Regions from separate parts of the Anas platyrhynchos genome. Here region 1 is linked to region 2. The links are chromatin contacts, called in public Hi-C maps. All regions are on one chromosome and are shown on one strand. Each heading gives the region's core, a stretch centred on a gene start, on an enhancer-like site or on the middle of the called end of the contact. The rest is flanking DNA. Distances are from core to core; before and after follow the strand shown. Region 1 overlaps MIB1 (MIB E3 ubiquitin protein ligase 1). Region 2 holds the start of MIB1 (MIB E3 ubiquitin protein ligase 1).

Region 1 (2,700 bases), core at 111-2,610, 60 kb before region 2:
TTTTCTTTAATGGCCAAAAAGCAACAAGAAGGACAAGGCCTGGTGATTACTAGGAAAAAAGGAATACTCAAACAGAAAAGCAATGGAGATGCACCCAGTGTAGTCACAAATACCTGGGAGCAACCATTTGAGAAACATGAGGAACTTACTGGGATTAGGTCCCTGAAATAGGGCACAGCTGGTTGATACTCTGAAGAAGAAAGTGTAATAAAATTCATAATTCAAAAAAAAAAAAAAAAGAAAGAAAATGAAAGATGAAAGTAATACTGAATAAAAACTAGTACAAAACTAACTCAGTTTACAGATGAATAATCTTTCCAAGCAGCCCTAAGGAATAAAAGAACTCAGTATAACTGAGGAAATTATATTTCAGGAGAAACAGCGATTTATCTTAAAATGGGAAAAAAATACCAGGAAAAAAAATAAAACAACTTCAGGTGGCTGTATTATGAACTCTGATGACCTGAGCAAAAAAAAAAAAAAAAAAAAAATACATTGACATGGAGAGGGAGAATGAGGAGCAGACAGGACACGAGTACAGGCAAACAGACAAGATTAACACACAATGTTGGGACAAGATATCAAAAAGATTGACAATTCCATCCAGTGAAATGCCTGTAAGGCAAAATACAGCGTAAAATATACACTTTTCCTTGACCTCTTTTTTACTTTTCCATTAAAAATAGAAAGAGAAACAGAAAGCTTTGGAAATGTTTACCTTTGTCCTAGACTGAACTTGCTCTTTACAGATGAGGCATTTTTTCACCCGTGGTGAGCACAGAGAACACGTGGCAATATGTCCACATGGGCCAAACAGAGTGTCTCTCTTCATGTCTGAACACACCATACATTCTTCTAAGGTTTCAGAGTCATTGTTGATCATAGACGGGCTTCGGGAACCAACCTGGCCACTACAAAGAAACCCTGCAGTCAGGCTTTTTTTTTTAAACTCATACTGCACATCAATTCGCTGCTTATCTGTATGTTCCTATACATTCAAGGATCAGTGTGTATCTTAACACAATCCCAACTGTGTATTCCCAAGTGTACTGTTGACACAAGTGTGAGGTCTCATGCTCAGATAAGGCATTCTGTAGAAACAGCCCACAGAAATTGGAATAGCATCTTGTAAATGCAAAAAAAAAACCTACCTTCCCATCTCATAAGTTTAGTTTTTAACAGAGTAATAATAACATATACATTCAGAACTGCACACCTTACCACCTGGAAAGCCTGAATATACTTGTATTACTTTCCAAATGGCAGACTTGTAAAAGAAGCCCCGAACTCCTGAAGTGACCTCACCCTGCATCTGTGTCCTATGCTGCAGCTCACCCAGCAGAGGGAGCATGGGTTAAATGTAAACAGCTCAGTCCTACAACGCTCACAAGCCCATAAAAGGTGGCGAGAATTAAGAACAGCCACAGTGATGAGGCTGAGACAGACAAAAAGTCTCTGCAGAAAATTAAGCACCTTACGTGCTAGGGCAACATCAACAAGAACAGTCTCTCTTCGTGACATTTTGCAAGTACATTTTTCATTTCCATGCACTGACTTCTGAGCAGGAATTAAGGATAAGAATCATGTAAGCCAGTGACTGGAATATAACTAGGACAACTTCTCATACTAAGTGCACTCGATGACGTTTTGGTGAAATTGTAATTCCTAAAGAAGTGCTTCTGAGGTGCCAGGCCTAATCCCTCTTTTTCTTTTTGCAAAGTCATGCAGTCATTCAGCCTGACAGGTACTCAAAAGGTGCTCCAAGGTGCTCCATGCAAAGCAGGGTCAGCCCTAAAATCACACTATTCAGGGTTTTTCTCCATTCCAGTCTTCAAAATTTGCCCAGATAGATTTCACAGCCTCTGTGGGGAACCAGTCCCAGGGCTCAGTTCTCCTTTCAGTGATGTCCCCCCACCTCTTTTCAGGAGTTTTACCAACCTCCAGATGCACTTTGCCACCTCCCCATTACCCCCCTCCCATATGAACAAGCTTTGTGCTGTGCTTCTAGGCCCTGGTAATGCAATGTCCACCCTGCCTGAATGTAATAACCAGTGTTGTTTACTTCCCAACTCATCAAAATCCTTGCAAACCAAGCTTCAGAAAAAAAAAAAAAAAAAAAAAAAAAAACACTCTGGTGACATCTAGTCCAATTCTGTAAAATTGCTACAACCCATTCCTGCTTAGAAAGAGCCACTTCAAAGTAACCAAACCCCAAATCTATTCAGTCTCCCTCCCTCCCAGTAAAATTCCTCACAGCCTGGTCAGATAGCTGGTTTTCCTTTACTACAAACCTCAGCTCTTCCAAACAGAAGCACAGTCAGGCCATCAGGTATAATGCCTGCAAGCAAATCCTCAGCACAGGAGGTGAGCGAGAATGGTAAGCAAGCCCTACTCAGACCCAGCTACAAGACAGGAGGCTGGTACCAGCCAGAGGAGGAGCAAGGCCTGGGAATGAGGCACAGTTCAAACTTCAGAGTGTGAAACTCTTGTAAGATTTGCAGATGTTTCAAGGAATGTATGTGTAGACAGTATTCAATGTATCACAGAATACCAAAAAAATGAATAGAAGTCAAGAAAAACTTGTATGTTTTAACACTATAGGTAGTAAAAGCATGATGTTTTAAATGCATCAGTTAATCTACAGAAAACTGGGGTATTTTATTAATATACATACCTGACTTTTTCTTTGTGGCATTTAGC
Region 2 (2,700 bases), core at 140-2,639:
AACCAAAAAAAAACACAGAAGGAATAAAGAAGCAAAAAAATCAAGGTGTCAAAATAAGTGTTAAGCATCCATTTCCAGATGCAGCTGGCTATACCATCAGCTTGCAAGCCAGTGAAGCTGGGCTGGAATAATGAGCGCACAAGGCTCATAAATTCAACATTTATGCATTTAAGCAAAAGCAGTCCCACTGGTTTCTACAGGACATCAAATGCAGGGAAAGTTTCAAAGCATAAACACCTGCAAGACACGGATCCACAACCCGAAGGACTGCTCTTCACTTCCCATCCAAAAAGCCATTTCCAAAAGCTTTTCAGCTCAAGTTTTAACAGCATCTACGCTCCCAAAACAACAGCAAAACCAACCAGGAAGGCAGGGGCGAGGACCAGCCACAGAAAAATGAGATCTATCTGGAAAGGCCCACTGTTAAATTCAATGTGGTGTTGTTTTTTTTTTTTCTTAGTAACGTTTGTGTAATTAATTACAATTAATCCTACGACCCTCATCTCCTCAGAAGTCCGTTAGCTCCCATCCATCGCTATGATCTTCTAACCTGTAAGACAACAGGCAGCTGGCTCAAAGACGGTCTCTCCTCTCCATCATACTTTAGATGAAAGATGTGCTACAAAAGCAGAGCATTCAAGCACCCCAACAAACCCAACCAAGCACCTCGTTATTGAGGAAAGCTGTCTGGGCCCGATACCACCTGAACCTATTTCTGGGAGGCCAGAATGACCTTATTTTCGTGTTTTCGCTGTGGCAGCAGGTGCTGGGAGGGCCGTTTCCCTGCCAGCCTCCCGCTGCCGCATCACGCCAGTGCGGCTCCCAGCCCATTGTCCAAGCCGGCCGCGTTCACAGCACAAACACCCAGCAGCCGGGGCACTGCAGGAAGCAAACCAGAGCTTTATCCCCTTCCTTCCCCAGCACCTCTGGCTCCACGGAGGAGCGGCACCAGGCCGACAACAAGCAACAAACCCCCGGGGAGCCGCTCACCGGTGGGCGCGCTGTCCAGGATGCGGAGGTCGTACGCCCCGGAGCAGCGGTAGTTGGCGGCCGTGCCGTTGTCCCACACCACCACCACCTCCTCGGGGCTCTCGAAGCTGCGCACCGTGCCCACGTGGCCCTCGCCGCCGTCCTGCTTCCCCCACTTCCAGTCGGGGCCCCGCACCACCCGGGCGCCGACGCCTTCCACCATCACGCGGTTGTTCCGCGAGCTGCTCATCCCGGCGGAGAAGAAGCGGGGAGAATCCCCCCTCCCCGTTCCTCCGGGGGACCTCCGGGGCCCCGCCGCTCTCTCTCCCTCCCCGCTGCCCCGCTACGGGCCCCGCCGCTGCATCCGGGCCCCGCCGAGCCCGGCGGCGGCCGCCAGCCCCCGGCCCCGCCTCGGCGCCCCGCACATGCGCTGCTGCCGCCGCCGCGCAGCCATGGCGCCGCCTGCGGGGCCCTGAGGGGAGGCGGCCGCGGAATGGCGGCCGCCGGGAGCTGAGGTGGTTTGGGAGGCGGCCCCGCTGGGAACGAGGTTCCCCAGTGTCCCTCCGCCTCCTCCTGGTGTTGTTAACCCCACAAGCGCTCTCATGACAACCGAGGGTTGCCACCAGAGTTAGCCCCGCACAGGCTTTCAGCAGCACTTCCATTAACTCCATACATCTTCTGTAATCCCACACAAATCCCCTGCGCTCAAAACATGGTCTTCCAGCCGCTCTCTCCCTCTCTAACCATGTTCTGTGCCAGCTTTTCTCAAGCAGCCACCCAAAAAGACAGACAAGCCCAAATCTGACAAAGGAATACACTTCTCAGCAAGGAAATGTCTGCTATGAGGCAGATCAGCTGCCCTGGTGTCCTCTGTGTTTTTTTTCCAGTTTTCGTGCTTCCTTCCACCTTTGTGGTCATTAACACGGCCAAAGAGTCCGTGAGATCATTCCCTGGCTTCCTTTGTGGAGTTTCTCACGCAACGTATAGCAGAGCACCAACATACGGACAAGTAACCACCAGACCACCGCTGCATTCCTCACATAACCCATCCCTTCCCGACCCATACTAAGACTGAGGAATGGTGCCTTAAACATGAAATGGTGTCCTGACAACAGGCACTCCCCAAGCAGCATCTGATTGCTGCTTCTGCAGTGGAAACCCCAACACGCTAACAGATACCACCCTAGAAAAGCGTGCAATTGTCGGGCAGTTTGTTTTTTTTCTGGCAGATGCTTTTCCCCATACAAAAGCTACCTGCAGCTCGTACAGGCCTGTTACATTTAGTACACAGAATTGGGATTAAACATATAAAAACATGCCAGAATTTCCCAGAAATGCTGGAGGTTTCTTTATCTATCAAAGACTCTATGTGGGATCTATAATACCTATAACGTTCCCACCTGCCTCATTCTACTTGCTCAGGCTTTGGTAGTTATAGGCAAGTGTAAGGTTCATGCACATCTAAGGATATGCATCTAAGGATATGCATGTTTTCTATCACTCTTTGGTACGGTTGAATAAAAAGGCCTTTTGCAACCAGTGCATGTGTGCCAGGAAAACCAACAAAGTCTGAGATAAGACTTAGTGACAGCTCTCCTGGACAGAATCTGAAGGGACTAAATCTTCCCAGAGATTAATTTTCCCCTTATTTTTTTTTTTCCATGAAGGATATCTCCTGAATTACAGGTCTTAAGAGAGAATGCTGCTGCAGTTCAGCAGCAGTGCATGTGT

Evidence for each region. A called contact is a pair of places that touch in the nucleus more often than the background predicts.
Region 1: a contact with region 2 is called in a Hi-C map of subcutaneous adipose tissue, with 2.3 times the contacts expected there. The contact joins the enhancer-like site here to the promoter of MIB1 in region 2. A contact is called at or near these places in 5 of 8 Hi-C or Micro-C datasets (F1 follicle, liver, skeletal muscle and 1 more).

The regions. Positions count from the first base shown.
Region 1 is chr2:54,510,656-54,513,355 of IASCAAS_PekinDuck_T2T, reverse strand. It overlaps MIB1 (MIB E3 ubiquitin protein ligase 1), which reads right to left. Exons shown (of 21, transcript XM_072034783.1): 16 at 2,675-2,700; 17 at 719-911. Among named protein-coding and RNA genes, the nearest start is that of MIB1, 60 kb to the right of the region's middle. Within about 2 kb of position 1,360, at least 2 of the 8 cell types and tissues checked have an H3K27ac peak or open chromatin away from gene starts, as enhancers often do. A contact at or near this core is called in subcutaneous adipose tissue, where this site is marked.
Region 2 is chr2:54,450,934-54,453,633 of IASCAAS_PekinDuck_T2T, reverse strand. It overlaps MIB1 (MIB E3 ubiquitin protein ligase 1), which reads right to left and starts at 1,389. Exons shown (of 21, transcript XM_072034783.1): 1 at 991-1,389. The coding sequence starts at 1,219.